Regions from separate parts of the Oryctolagus cuniculus genome. Here region 2 is linked to region 1. Evidence: chromatin contacts called from public Micro-C data. All regions are on one chromosome and are shown on one strand. Each heading gives the region's core, a stretch centred on a gene start, on an enhancer-like site or on the middle of the called end of the contact. The rest is flanking DNA. Distances are from core to core; before and after follow the strand shown.

Region 1 (7,408 bases), core at 2,382-4,881:
TGGGTGCAGGTGCAGAGCGTGCACCTCAAGAATTCCCCTGCCCGAGGGTGAGGGAACTGGATGTTTACCAGCTGGTGCCCCTCATTGGCCGAGCGATTCTCCTGGGATGAGGGGTGGAGGAACTTTAATTCCCCAGCACTTTTGGCCTGATGCCCCAGCAAGCAAAGCAGGCTTGGTGGCCAAAGAAAAGCTCTTAGGCAAATAACTGCAGAAGCTGGCAGTGAGCAGACAGAGGTGTGGGTGAGGGAGCTGCAGCTCCATGGACATCTGCTATGGGGTCGGGGTCCTTGGGGGACAACTGGGAGCTGACGGCCGGTAGCCAGTGGACCTGAGGGTCCGAGGCGCAGGGGGGCAGGCCTGTGCTAGCGCTGGGAATTTGGGGAGTTGTCAGCATGAAAGCCATGAGAGGCGGGGAGATGGCCAAGGGAGAGATGGTGGGGCAAGGAGCCAAGAGCACCCAGTGTTGAGCCCTGCAGGCCCTCAGTGGGTAAGGGGTGGATGGAGAGCAGCGAGCTGCCAAAAAAGAGATGGAGCCAGCGGGAAGGGCGAGGGAAGACCAGGTGAGTGTGATTTGGAGAAGTCAGAATGATAAGGTCATTGGCAGAAACGCCCACCAACCGTGAAAGCTCAGAAAAACAGTTCCGTTTCTTTTCTCCTGCGCCAAAGATTCAAGCACCTTTGGCCTCATCCCAAATGGTTGATTCACCCCATTGCCCAAAAATGGTTTCAGGCTCTGACCCAGCAGTGGGGCTGACAGAGGTATGAAAATATGTTTTGGTGGGTTTGTACCTTTTCCCCATTGGGCAGGCTTTCTGATGTATTAAAACTGGAGAGAGGCCGGCGCCGCGGCTCACTAGGCTAATCCTCCACCTTGCGGCGCCGGCACACCAGGTTCTAGTCCCAGTCGGGGCGCCAGATTCTGTCCCGGTTGCCCCTCTTCCAGGCCAGCTCTCTGCTGTGGCCAGGGAGTGCAGTGGAGGATGGTCCAAGTGCTTGGGTTCTGCACCTGCATGGGAGACCAGGATAAGCACCTGGCTCCTGCCATCGGATCAGTGCGGTGCGCCGGCCGCGGCAGCCATTGGAGGGTAAACCAACGGCAAAGGAAGACCTTTCTCTCTGTCTCTTTCTCTCACTAACCACTCTGCCTGTCAAAAAATTAAAAAACAAAACAAAACAAAACAAAAAAAAAACACCACTGGAGAGAGATGGCTTTCAAAGCGGTACGTTTTAGCTGCAAGGGTGGAGTGACCCCTGTTGGCCATCTTGAGAAATGCAGGACCAGCCCCGCAGAATCCTCCCTGGCAGCCTCAGGGTTGGTCTGAAGTGGAGCCCTTAGCCTAGCCCCTGGTAGGAAGCCCAAGGCCAGCTCAGCAGCAGTCACCCACACCCCTGCTCCCAGGGTGGATAAGGCTAGCAGAGAAGGCTGGGCCTTGGTGACCTGGGCTGCCATTCCTGAGACTTGATCTTGTTTGAGAGGTCCTACGGGAGGAATTTGGTCTTGAAGAAATGTCCCTAGCATGTGTCCTCAGGACATGCCCTGTGGTGACCAGAGCCCAGCCCTCTGCTCTCCAGTGCTCACCACTCCCCAGGCTCCGTCTGTTGAGAACTGGCCACGAATCGGCTGCAGCATTAGCATCAGGTGCTTATCTCTCATTGCCTTATTTCCTTCTGAAGACCTGGTCAAGGAACAGGGGATATTAATCTTGATTGTCTCCGTCACTTTCTATTAGTAACAAGAGACTGGGTTTGGCAACACTCGGTATCAAATTATCCTTCCTGCCAGCTCTCAGAGAACAGCACAGTTAGCCCTGATGAGTGGGTCATTCAAACCAAAAGTTACTCAATATCTACCCTGTGAGTGTGAGAGCTTTATGCTTCTGGTCCCCGAGAAGCCTGATCCTGAGAGGATCCTGGCGCGAGTCTCCTTCACTGGGCTGGGCTGCCTTGTCCGGCTCCACCTGCCTGCCCTCAGGTGGACACTCACAGGCAGAGCGCTGCGGACCCTCACGCCTGGGGCGGTCAGGGGACCGGGATCGCAGGGGTCCCTTTTAGTAGCATCCTTTTATGAACAGCATCATTCTGATTTTCAGCTAAAACAGAGACTTACGTTTCTTTTAAATGGACAATTTCTAGTCCAGTTTTAAACATTTTGTGATTGATCAGAACTCCAGACCCCCTGGTTCAGCACTGCTCTCCCCTCAGCCCTATTTGGCTAGGGAGGAAGGACTGGAGAGAGATTGAGAGCGAGAGTGGAAGAGTGAGCTGGGGTCCAAGATGTCTGGGAGGAAAAATCCTGCATGGGAGGCAGGAGGGGGCCACCAGGGAGTCCTGAAGTCAGGGTGGCCCCCAGGGGATGCCACAAGATAAGGTTGACACAGGCCATGGGCCTCGAATGCCCGGCAGGAGGAGGAGTATGGGTGGGGCGTGGGCAGGGCTGCAGCGGAAGGGTCACCCCGCCCTGCCCTGGCCTGATCTGGCCCGGCCCAGGGTGTGGGCAGCTTGCCCCTCCTCTCTGGGCCGGCGGGCAGGCCTCGTGCGTGCTGGGGGCTCCAGCCCAGGCGGGCTGGCGAGATGAGAGGAAAAACATGCGGTTTGGTGGGCTGGACATGGAAAAACAAGCCAATTAGGAAGAAAACAAACAAATCTCTGGCCAGCGGGGCACACGCACTCACGCACACGCGGCCCTGCGTGGGGCTCCAGGCCACCCTGCCCGCACAGTCCCTTGGGCCTCTCTGCAGCCCCCACGAGGGGCATCTAGGATTGTAGCGTGCGCCCAGGGAGCCAGGGTGTGATACACACGCCCACCGGCACTTGCTCCAGCGCCCCCCTAATGAGCTCCCGCGCGGTGTTTGTCTCATGCCCCAGTACCTTCCCACACCCACCGTTTGAGAAAGGCTCTTGGCTTCTGCTCGGCCATGCCCCCCGCGTCTCATGCATCACAGACCTTCCACACGCGATGGCGCCTTCACACGCACTGTCTCAGGACCTCGGCCACACGCCTCACACATACAGACAGCGCGGGGACGGGAAGCCTCGCCCAAGTCACGTGCGGTCACCCCGGCCCACGCAGCCTCCGGCTGTCCAGGCGCACGGCTGCCCGGAGCACACAGCTGCACACGAGGCCTCTCGGTCACATACGCGCACACACACACAGCCTCCCAATCGCAGTTTCTCTCCCAGCTCGCAACACGCTCACAGCACGCCTCCCGATCCCACACTGTCCCACGATCTCACACTTGGTCTCCCAGCACCCCCACCTCCGCCCACCCGGCCCCTCAGCTGGGCTCCAGCTGCAGCAAGTCACTCCTTTGCTTCCTTGTCTTTGTTTTTCTTTCCTCCTTTTCCTCTGAGAAACCTGGTCCCTGTCAGGAAACCCAAGCCTTCCCCACTCAGGGCCCAGGGCCAGGCAGGAGTAGCCAGATGATCGACAGAGCCCCCACCCGGCCCCCTGGCTCCCCTGACCTGCCCAGTCAGAGGGGGGAGCGGCTCTGGGGTGGGGGGGGGGCTTGCGGGGAGGCTGGAATGGAGGAGGCTGGGGAGGAGACCGGTCAGCGGGCAGGCCAGCTAGGGGAGGGGGCCTGGGAGTCCAGTGCCATGGCCCGCTCTGCCCTCCCAGGAGTCCCAGGCAGCAGGGAGCTGACTCTGCAGGCTTCAGTCCCTGCCCCGCCCCACCCCCCCCAGCGCCCTTCTCCTTTGAAGCTGGGGGCGGGGGGGGGGGGGAGTGGCAGGAGGGGGAGTGGAGGCTTCTCAGCCGACCTCGGAATGTCCTTTCCTCCTGGGGCAGCTGCCAACTCTGGCCTGGCCCGCAGGCCCCCAGAAGGCACTTCCTGTGTCCTTGGCCGCCCCCCACTCCACCCTGATGCAGAGCTGTGCACCCATGGGCAGAGAGGGAAGGGACGCTGAAGGCACAGGGGATGGCCACGGGGCCGGGAAGGCCGACGACAGCGGGCAGAATGCAGGCTGGCCTCTGCAGGGTCTCGGCTGGGCGCCGGCCCTCCCCTGCGGCTCAGGGAGCAGAGCTGAATCTGCCCATGGCATCGCCCGTTCCCCGACCGTGCTGGAGCGCAGCCACCTCACGTCTTCTGCTGCAAAGCAGATCTGGGTCCTGGGCATTCTGCCCCAGGCCCCTCCACAGCCTCCTACGGGATGTGGACACACACAGTCACACGGAGCCACTCAGAGTCACGTGTGCACTGTGGCTAGGAGCCCGTGGTCCCCTGTGTGTCACCATGGCCACTGTACAAGCACAGACATGCACTCCCCTACACTGTCTCTGGCTTACTGAGCTACCCCCTCCCACTTCCTGTCCACCTGTCAGGCAGAGGGCGGGGGCCAGGACGAGGGAGGGAGGAGGCATAGGAGGGAGGTGTCAGTGTCCCTGGAGCCCTGGACGGACATTCCTTGCCTGGGTCAGATCACAGAAACTGCCTCCTTCCAGGAACCTGAGCCGCCTGTCCTCACGCCTTACCCAATGCTTGGGGGTGAGACAGCTGGGTCAAGTGCTCACAGCAGCAAAGAATGTGGTTAGACAGCAGAAAGGACTTCCCAAGTGTGCACACGTGGTCATGTGGGTGGATAACCCCATCCTGGGGTTTAGTCCTAACTCTGCCATGCTGTGTGACACCAGGCAGACCCCATCCCTCTCTGGGTCTTCCTATTCCAGAGTTAAGGCAGCTGCTGGCCAGGTAAAAGGCTTCTTAGAAGGGTCCGTGATAGGGGCTGGGGCAGGGGTGAGGGCCACACCAAGAGAACAGGAGCTTCCTTCCAACAGGCACTTGGATACACACAGTCACACACGGGCTTGCGCTAGAGCTAGGCACAGATCACACTCCCACGCAGAAGTGTCTGTATAGCCCCAGCCACTCACCCAAGTCGCACGCAGGTGTGCATGAAACATATACATATACTCACGCCTGCAGGCACGCAAGTGCAAACGCGCGCAGGCAGCTGCCTGGTGCTGCTGTCCTGTGTAGCCACCAGCCCCACCCCGTGTCTCCCAGTTTCTCCTGAGAGGAAGGCAGGGCGCCTCGTCTTCAGGAAGTGCACCCCGATCACCCCAGCAACCAGACGGGCCTCTTGCTCAGCCTCCCGCGGTGGGGTGGACACAACGTGGCAGGAGCTTTGGGGCCGGGGCCGATCCCCCAGACATCGCCTCCGTCCTGTGATTGATGAGCTGAGGCGTGCAGCCCCCTGCCCCCCACAGTTCCTGCCTCCATTGAGCAGGTGGGGGGGCTCCCTCTCTGCACAGCCCTTGTTTTTCTTTAATTAAACATCTGGCTCTCTGTGGCCTGGGAAGCCTCAGGCCCTCGCTGACAGCCCCCACCCCCCCACCTTTGGCATCGATGATGGGTTGAGGAGGGAGAGCTGGGGCTTGGGGCCCACCTGTCCCCACACCAGTGCAGGAGGCTGGGGGCGCCAACACTGCCCTGACCGTGCCCTCCTCACCCCTAGTGCCGCCGCGGGAGCCCGTGCTCAGCTGCCGCTCCAACACTTACCCCAAGGGCTTCTACTGCAGCTGGCATCTGCCCACCCCCACATACATCCCCAACACCTTCAACGTGACCGTGCTGTGAGTAGCTGCGTCTGTGACCTGCTTCTGACCCTGACCTCTGACCTCACCCCTCCCCCGCATTCCCGGAGTCCACACCCAGCCCAACCTTGGGCTTGACCTTCTCCCAACCTCTATCCCACATGACCCTTGTTGGTAATGGCACCTGGGCCCCACCCTGCCCCAGGCACGGCTCCAAAATTATGGTCTGCGAGAAGGACCCAGCCCTCAAGAACCGCTGCCACATCCGCTACATGCACCTGTTCTCCACCATCAAGTACAAGGTCTCCATAAGTGTCAGCAATGCCCTGGGCCACAACGCCACGGCAATCACCTTTGACGAGTTCACCATTGGTGCGTATGGAGTGTGTCTGTCGGGGGGGGTGCAGCATTCTCCCGTGGGTGCGTGTAAGGGGAACGTGTGCATGGGGACATGTTCACGTGATTGCACATGTATACCTAGCACATACGTGCCCTGCACAGGTGTGTGTGGCATGTATAGAATGTGTACTCTAGGCATGACCCATGCACACCTGTGAACATGAAAGCCAGTGTCCTTTACCTGCAGGGCCAAGAGAGCGTTCCAGCAGCTACGGCTATCATGTCTCTGGCTCCTAGAGCATGCAGCAGGGGAAGGGGGGCAGGTTGGGCCAGACCCTTGTGCAGCTGCAGCCTCCACATCCCCCCCCCCCCCAACTAATGGCTTCCTTACGGCCTGTGATGAATGAGGTGTCAGAACAGGAGACAGGACTGGGACAGATACCTCCCTCCCCCCGGCTCCCCATCCTAGCCAGACCCTCTGCCTGCTCCTGCCCTGTTCAAGGCAGATCTTCTGCCTCGTCCTGTGCCGTCGCAGCCAGACCTGCCTACCCTTACCCCATCCAGCCAGACCCTCTGCTGCTGTCTGCCCCCATCCCAGGCAGACTGTCTGCCTTCCTCTACTCCAGCCCCTCAACGAGACCTTCTGCCTGCCCTGTCTTCTCCCTCCCCCCTTCCCATGGCTGGATCCCGAGCCAGACTGTTGCTACGTGAGCTGTACCTGTAGGTGCTCCTGTCAGATCCCCAGCCTGCCTCTGACCCAGGTCCGCGACATCTGTGGACTGTCTTTTAACCCTAACCCACAGAGTAGCTTCAAACCCAGACTCTTCCAAGAGAGGCTGTGTCCTAGTTTGGAACTGGAGCCGTTAGTGTGGAAAACCGGGCTTGGGGGAGGGTGTGATGCTGGCACAGGAGGAGATAACCCAGGCGATGGTGGAGGTGACCGTGGAGGTGTCGTTTGGGCTAATTCTTGGATGCTAGTCAGCATGAGGAGGGGGTCGGGATGATGGGATGACATTTGAGACACTGACAGGTGGCAACGACTGTGGTCACAGCCGTGGTGATGCTGGAGATGTGAGAGGCAGAAGTGATGAGATGGTTGTTAGATAGTGGTTGCCAGAACTGACAGAAGAGGGGCAGTGACCGTGATGATAACGGTGGCTGGGCAGCATGAAAGGGTTCACCGAGTGGGATTGCTCCCAGAGATTAGGGTAGTGACGAAGCTCTGTCTCCTGAACAGTGAAGCCTGACCCTCCAGAGAACGTGGTCGCCCGGCCCGTGCCCAGCAACCCTCGCCGCCTGGAGGTGACGTGGCAGACCCCCTCGACCTGGCCCGACCCCGAGTCCTTCCCTCTCAAGTTCTTCCTGCGCTACCGACCCCTCATCCTGGACCAGTGGCAGCACGTGAGTGCCCTGCCCTGCCCTGCCCACATCCCAGTGCCTGAATCAGAGCCACGTGGCACGAGAGGCACCCATATCCCAGGTGCTGGTGGCTCCAGCATGGGACCTGGAGGCGATTAAAGAGGCATTCCAGAGGGAGGA
Region 2 (7,408 bases), core at 1,359-3,858, 33 kb before region 1:
AGCCTCCACGCCTTGGCACCAAAGACGTCTCAGGACACAGACTCAGAGCCACGCGGGCTGCCTCAGCCTGCCTTCCAGGTCTCTGCTTAGTCCCTGGCTGGTCGGATCTTCCGAGACCGCAGGACGTTCAGGCAGGCCCTCTCCCCTGCGACCTGGAGCTCAGCTCTGCTTCCCAGCTCACAGCAGCCCTATTTCCTTACTTGCATCGTTCATTCAATCAGCATTTCTTTACATCTATTGAACATGTTTGGAGCGCCTGTTCTGTGCCAGACTCGGCTTTAGGTGCCTGGAGATGGAAGCCGCAGGGCTGCACACATGGAGCTGCCAGGAGCGAGGGACATGAACATCACACTGACTGTTCTAAGCAACAAGGTGCTGGCAACAGAGAAGACACAGGGTGTCAGGCTCTATCCCCCCAGGAGACATTAAGGCTGTCACCTCTTGCCTGAGAGGGCTGGGACTTTCACGTGGACAAACTAGAAGTGTCTGTTTTGCTTGCAATCCATCACTCCTAGACTAGAGTGGTCACCCCATGAGGGCAGGAGACTTCTAAACTTTTTTTTTAGGCAAAAAGTAAGCAGTACACAAACTCAAATTTTAGTTTTGCCTGTTCTTGAGCTTTACATATATGAAATCACTCAGTATGTCCTCTTCTGGGTCTGGTGTTGTTGTTTTTCCTTTGCTCATCACTTTATCTGCTGTGTGTAGCTGTGGTTGGTTCTTTCCCATCGCTGTAACTGTACCACCATCTGTTTGTTTATTTGGGTTGTTTCCAGCTTGTGGATATTATGAGTAAAGCCACTTCGAGCACCGCTGGTGGGCATATTGGGTCGTTTCTTTGGGGGTATGTGCATTTGCTGGGCCACAGGGTCCATGGTAGACCCGGTCCCACAGCGCTCCCCGGTGGCTGCACCGACACACACAGCACTGGCAGCATGTTCAGTTCTAGCTGCTTCACAGTCTAGAGACTGGAGATCTCCGTCTGGGTCCCTGCTGCGCTTACATCAACACCAGGCATAGAGTAGGCGCTCAGCATTTATTCATTGGCTGACTTCCGGGTGGTGGGGCATGGGCGTTCTTCCCTGTCACTAACTCTGCTGTGTGACTCTGTGCAGGTGACCAGCTTCTCTGGGCTGTTTCCCTGCCTGTAGCATAAATGAAGAACCCTAGGGGATTTGCCTTCCAGTGCCAGCTGAGCACTGTGAAAGCTGGACACCTGTTCACTCATTCATTCATTCCACTTGCAGTGATTGAGAGTGATGGTTACTATGTGACAGGATGGTGAGGGCATGATCTGTGACATGCCATGGTCAGCATCCTTCAGGTCATCCAGGGCCAGAGGTCACTGCCCATCTTGTCCCCAAGGCATCCTCCTGCAGCCCGCTCCTCCTCCATCTGTCCAGCCCTGACCCCAGGGGGAGGGGGTCTGGACTGAGCCTGTGGATGGAAAATATGATTAATAATCAAAAAAACATCCAAGAGGAAGAGACCAGGAAAACAACTTGGGGAAGGCTCCTCGCCCAGGGGAGGGGGGCCGTGTCCTGGGCCTCGGGACAGCTCCGGCCGCCCTCCCGCCGCCCTTTCTGGGAAGCTGCCACAGGAGTGGGTAATTTTAGCCAAAAGTGGGGGAAAAAAAGAAAAAAGAAAAGAGAAGAAGCCATCCTCATTATTTGTGAGAAAAGATGCCCCTTCCCAGTATAAATTATGCTTCCTTGGGGGGCTTCCCTCTACCCTGCTGCCCCCTCTTCCTAGTGGTCTCCCTGCTCGGCCAGGCTGGGGGGCCCTGGAGACGCTGGACTGGGGGCAGAGGGGGGAATTTCAACATGAAATGTTTTGTTCATTAACAGAGAACACAGAGGGAAATTCCCTTTCAGCTCGGGCCTGGGCAGCCCGAAGCGGACACTCAATAGCTAGTGTGGAAAATCCAGCCTGGGCTGCAGAATGGGGTGGGGGCTTATTGGGGGAAGAGTCCGAAAAGTGCTCCCTCCCCGCCTCTCAGACTGCTGACTTGCTGGGGTTTCCTGAACCCCAGTCTTTCTTCCTTTCGGGGACTTGGTTCTCAGTGCCTCAGGTTGCCCTCAAACTTCCTTCTCAGCCAAACGGGGAACTGGGATGACACTGGAGTCCGACCTCACCCCTGAGGAGGACGCAATGCTATCAGAGATCAGAGGGAGGCCTGCAGCAGGAATGAAGGCCCCTCCATCCGAGGGGCCCGCCCTGGTGAGGCCGGAAGAAGAGGCAGTGCCCTGGAACGGGGGGGCACCTCCAGGTGGAATACTTGGGCTCCCCTGTCCCGGTGTCAGCCCTCCCCCATTCTCTACCTTTAGGGAATCTTTGCCCTTTTCCGGTGCCAGAGGTTAGAAGGGTCAGGGCACACACAGGCATGGGTCCAGGCGACGGAATTCCAGAGGGTCTACAGAAAGAGGGTGTCGTCCCTGGGTCCCACGTGCTGTCCCAGGACCATGCTGGGAGCTGTCTCAGGATCATCGAGGGTGGGGGGAGCTGGGCTGGACCCCGAGTCTGTGTGTGTAGGGGTAGGGGGGGCTCTGGGCTCCCCTCCCTGGCTCGGCCTGGGGCTGTGTTCGGATCGGGTTTCTCGGCGCCTGGAGCCTCTGCGAGGCCGAGCTGTTCCCGGGCCCCGGCCAAGCCGCCCCGGGCGCTGGCACTGCGCAAGGAAGCAGGGGGGTGAGGGGGAGCGAGGGGGGTTGCGAGGGCGTTTACGTAACCGCCTCCCGGAGCCCGCCCCGACCCGCCAAACCCCACTGTGATTGAGAGCGTGTGTGACTGCGTGCGCCCGTGTGACACGCGTTGTGCGCGCTGTGTGTCTGCGCGCGGTGCGTGAGTGTCCCGCCCTTCAGGGACCTGTAGCTCCCGGGCGCCGCAGCCGACCCTGAATCCCCCAGGCGCTGCAGTGGGATCCAATACACTCACATCACTCTGAGACGCGGTGTGTGATTTTCTGTGACCTCGTGCTTGGCCCTCATAAGTAAGACAGAGAGCTTGTGAGGGTACTTGTAACTGGAACTTTTTGAGAGTAAAAGCAAGGTAGACGTCAGCACCATTCCCAGTGGGGTGGGGACACACTTCATTGGGGGATAAGTCAGGGGGGAATGAGGGAGGCACCGTTGACACCTGGGTGTGTGTGTAGGGTGGAGGGGTTGCAAGAGCAGGTGGTCCAAGTTTAGGACACTCGCCAGGATGGAGGATCGAACCAGAAGTCCTGGCCACAGATGCCTCTTTCACGTGGGTGTAAAATTACAAAATCTCTGGTCTGGTTCTGTGGCATAGTAGGTTAAGCCTCGGCATGCAGCACCGCCTGCATCCCATATGGATGCTGGTTCGAGTCCCAGCTGCTCCACTTCCAGTCTGGCTTCTTGCTAATGGCCTGGGAAAGCAGTAGAAGGTGGCCCAAGTGCTTGGACCCCTGCACCCGCATGGGAGACCCGGAATAAGCTCCTGGCTCCGGTCTGGTGTTGCGGCCATTTGGGGAGTGAACCAGCAGATGGAAGATTTCTCTTTGTTTCCCTCTCTGTCTTTAACTCTGCCTCTCAAATAAATAAATAAATATAAATAAATCTTTTTTTTTTATTACAAAAACTCAAAGTCAAGGAGAACATCCCTCCTGTTTCCCAACCCCTTTTAGGATTACCGAAAGGATTCCTCATCACGAACGGGACACAGGCCGCGGCCTGGGGGTGCTGCTTCCTGCCACTCCCTTGTGGGAGTCGCCGACGGTGAAGACAGAGAAGGCATCGAAGGCATCGAAGGCAGTGAGGGGAGGGTGTCAGCGAAGCGGGGTTTGGCTCTAGGACGAGTGAGCCACGATGGAGAAGGGGGCTGGCGCCGGGCCGGGCAAGCCGGGAGTGGGGCGCCCACTAAAGCCGAAGAGGAGACAGGGCCAGATCCTGCAGGGTTTGAAGCCCAGCGGGAACCGCCCAACTTTGCACCCCAGGCGGTGGGGACACGCGGGAGGGTTCAACACCAAGGCTTGGGAAGCTCCGCGGCGAGAGTGTGGTTCGCGCATGGAGGCGGCAGGAGCGGAACCCCGCGGGTAGTCTGTTGCCCCAGCCCAGATGGAAGGAGAATCGTGGCTGAGTCAGGGGGCGGCGGTGTGAAGAGCACTGCACCCGGGTTTTTGGGTAGCTTGCTGAGGGCTCAGCTGGGAGCGGGAGCCAGAGCTGCGGCCGCAGCCTGTGGAAAAACGCACGTCCCACGCCTTCCGCCAGGTGTCGCTGCGGCCTCGGGGAAGCGCGAGAGGCGGCTGCGTCCCGCGCCAGGAGGCGCTCCCGGCTGACAGACCCCCAGACCCGGCGCGGCGTGCGCCTCCTCCTGCCACACACCGGCCTCCCTCATCCCACCACACACCGCCATATCAGCTTCCTGCACGCTGGGCCCTAGGCGTGGACCCCGCACCCCGCACCCGTTAACTGCGGCACTGCCGACGGCAGCCTCCGCGTCCCCGGGGACGAGGGGACGCTGGTCTCGCGTGGAGCGCCCTTCAACCTGGCAGAAAGAGGCTGAGCCTGGGGCACTGGGGCAATCGGAGCTCAAGTCAGCCTACCGAGACGCCGCCGATCTCGACGCCCGTCCGTCTAGCTTCCTGGCGGGGTGTGAGCGCCGGGTGTGTGTGGGGGGGCCCTAGAGCACCACACCTCGGCCAGGCCTAGCTTCGGCGCGGCGGAGGGGCCATCCCTGACGTCCCCACCCCCAGACTTCGTCGCACCGACTAGCTCTTGCTCCGCGCCCACCACTCTCATCCGGGTCCGCGGCCTGGAGAAAGGACGTCCACTGGGGGTGGCTGCGCGCAGGCCCTCAGGAGGGCACAAAAACAGTCTTTGCGTGCGTCCTTAAGCCCCAGCCGACCCTCTGTGAGCCGCAGCCCAGGCTGACCCTTGCCGGCTATACGGGGGGATTCCGTGGCCACGGAAGTGAAAGTGAAAAGCCCCGGCCGTGGCGGGAAGGAGGTTTTTCCTCTGCAGTGGGAGTCCCCGAGGCATTTGTTGGGAAAGGGCCCGGGCGCTCTAGGCAGCCTAGTGGGGAACGGGGTGAGGAAACTGAGAGCCACGGCCCTCCCCTCCCCTCGCCTTCAGTCCTAGAGCGATTCCCCGGAGGGCCAAGGCCCAGGGATTATGGGTCAAAGGTCAGGTGGAAAATCCGCGGGGTGTGTGTGTTGGGGGGAGCGTCCTCTGGTTCTGCGCCCCTGGCGTGGCCCCTCTTCGTCGCGCTCTTGCATGGTCGCAGACGTGGATCGGGGTGTCTAACCTTAGTCTCCCGGGTTGCAGCCAGCCAGAGAGCCGGGGTAGGGGGTGGGGGCCGAGTGCAGTGAGCATGCCGGCCTCTCGGAGGCCCGGGCCGCCGGAGGAAGGACAGAGGGCTGAAGCTCCAGCGCCGAGCGCTCCGGAGCTAACGTCCAGGCAGTGGAGGCTTCGCCCCAGGCCGCGGGTCCCCAGGGGTTGAGACCGGAGACCGTAGCGGCCGCGGTGTCACCACAGACATGGTGACATGCTCCCAGCCTGGTCCATCCCCGACCGTGGAAGCGCAGAGTCCCCTTCCCCCCCCACCCCGCGCCGGGGGTTTGTCTGTGACTGCAAAGGGGGGGGTGTCGTTGCTGGGGGCAGTAGGGATAGGGGCGGAGCCCGCTGGCGTCTTCAACCCCAAGTGGGGGCTGGGGGGGGGCTCTGGCTCGCGCTCCTTTCCCGGGGATGCCAGAGTGAGGACCCCGAGAGTTGGCCCCGGGCGTGTCAGGGTGTCGGTGTAAGACCGCGAGGGCCTGAACGTGCGGGAGTGTGCGCAAGCAGAGACCTGGCCAAGGCGGAGTGAGGGAGTGTGAAGGAGAGATCCCGGGGGGGTGGGTGCGCGCCCAGCCGCCCTACGGGAGGGGGCGGTGTGGGTGTGGATGTGTGTGTGCGCGCGCGTCTGTGAGACCCACGGCCGGGGCTGCGCGTGAAGCACGGGGGCCACAGCCGTCTGGAGGGCGCGCTCGAGAAAGGGCGAACGCGCGGTGGCCACGCGTGCCAGAGCGGGCGAGTGTGCCAGCGGCGGGGGGGAGAGCGCGTGCCTGTGCGGGGCGAGTGTGACTGGGGGGACTCAAGGCCTGCGCAGGGCAAGCGTGCCCCCGAGAGCGGGTCGCGCGTGCCAGGCTCGGGGGCGTGCCAAGGCGGGGGAGCGCGGGGGCCGGGGCGGGGAGGGGGTCGTGGCGCGCGGCCGCGGAGGCGCGGGGAGACAAGGCAAGAGGGGGAGGGGAGCGAGGGCGCGCGCGGCCGAGCGGGCGCCCGCGGTCACATGGGCGAGGGAAGGAGGGAGGGAGCGCGCGAGGGAGGGAGGAGGATGGGGGGGTTAAAGCCGCCGAGCGCCGAGGAGCCGGTGCAGAGCGGGCGGCGGCGGCGGCGGCAGCGGAGGCGGCGGCTCCAGCCGGCGCGGCGCGGCGCGGGGCTCGGCAGTGGGATCCGGCAGCGGTGCGAGCTCCGCGCTCCCTGCCTCGCTCCCTGCCAGGGGCGGTCGAAGGGCGCGGCGCGGAGCCCCGGTGGCCCGAGGGCGCGGTGAGTACCCCGCGGCGGAGCGCGCGCGGCCGGACCCTCGCTCGAACCCTGGCAGACCGACAAGACCCACGGCCCTCGTGCGCGCGGAGAGTGAAGGGACACGCGTGGGCCTGCGGCTGGGGGAGACAGGAAAGTTCACGAGAAACTTTGCCAGTAAACTCGGGGGCAGGGACGCAGGAGAAGCGACCCCCCCACGTCCGGGCGCGCTAGGGGTTGGGCGTGGTGGTGGTGGTGGTGCTAGTGGTGGTGGGGCCGGACAATCGGCTGGAGGGAGGTGGCCGGGCGGCTTGTCCTAGTGTCCCTGTTCTCCTCACCCCTCAGCCGCACAGCGCAGGGTCTGGGAAAATTCTTGGGCTTGGGGCGGGGAGGGGGGTGGGTGGGTCGCAGCAGCCCCCAGGCGCCCAAAGGTGGCTTCTTACTCGAGCAGAAATCTGGACTTCAAAGCGCTCCAGGGTGTGAACGGACGGTTGCGCGTCTGCCAGTGCATGTGTGTCCATGTGAATCTGCCTCTGTGTGTGTGTGTGTGTGTCGGCGTGAGCCTGCCTGGGGTTTTCTCGTGGGTCCTCTTGGATGTATCTCTATGCAGTGGGTCTCCTCCAGTGTGTCTCTTTGTAAGTCCTGGTTTGTGTAAGTCCGCGAGTGGTGTATCCCCAAGTGTCTCTTTGTGAATGTGCCCGTGGGTGTCTCCCCTAGTGCGGCTCTGTGCGCGCCCAGCCGGCCTGGGTGTCCCTGTGCGGCTCGGAGTAGTGTGTCTCCCCGTGCGTGGGGGCTGGGCCGCGGGGGAGGTCACCAGACGGACAGTTCTCCTGCTCGGCTCCGCTCTGCTCTGCTCTCCTCTGCCGAGCCTCTCTCCTCCAGCGTCTTGCTCG

The links. A called contact is a pair of places that touch in the nucleus more often than the background predicts.
Region 2: a Micro-C map of ear pinna shows a contact between it and region 1, with 2.3 times the contacts expected there. The contact joins two enhancer-like sites. A contact is called at or near these places in 5 of 6 Hi-C or Micro-C datasets (ear pinna, embryonic fibroblasts, psoas muscle and 2 more).

Annotation. Positions count from the first base shown.
Region 1 is chr1:197,579,529-197,586,936 of mOryCun1.1, reverse strand. CNTFR (ciliary neurotrophic factor receptor) reads left to right here. Exons shown (of 10, transcript XM_070053561.1): 5 at 5,452-5,569; 6 at 5,736-5,902; 7 at 7,107-7,270. Among named protein-coding and RNA genes, the nearest start is that of CNTFR, 30 kb to the left of the region's middle. Within about 2 kb of position 3,631, at least 2 of the 8 cell types and tissues checked have an H3K27ac peak or open chromatin away from gene starts, as enhancers often do. A contact at or near this core is called in ear pinna, where this site is marked.
Region 2 is chr1:197,611,926-197,619,333 of mOryCun1.1, reverse strand. It overlaps CNTFR (ciliary neurotrophic factor receptor), which reads left to right and starts at 5,938. Exons shown (of 10, transcript XM_070053561.1): 1 at 5,938-6,023. Within about 2 kb of position 2,608, at least 2 of the 8 cell types and tissues checked have an H3K27ac peak or open chromatin away from gene starts, as enhancers often do. A contact at or near this core is called in ear pinna, where this site is marked.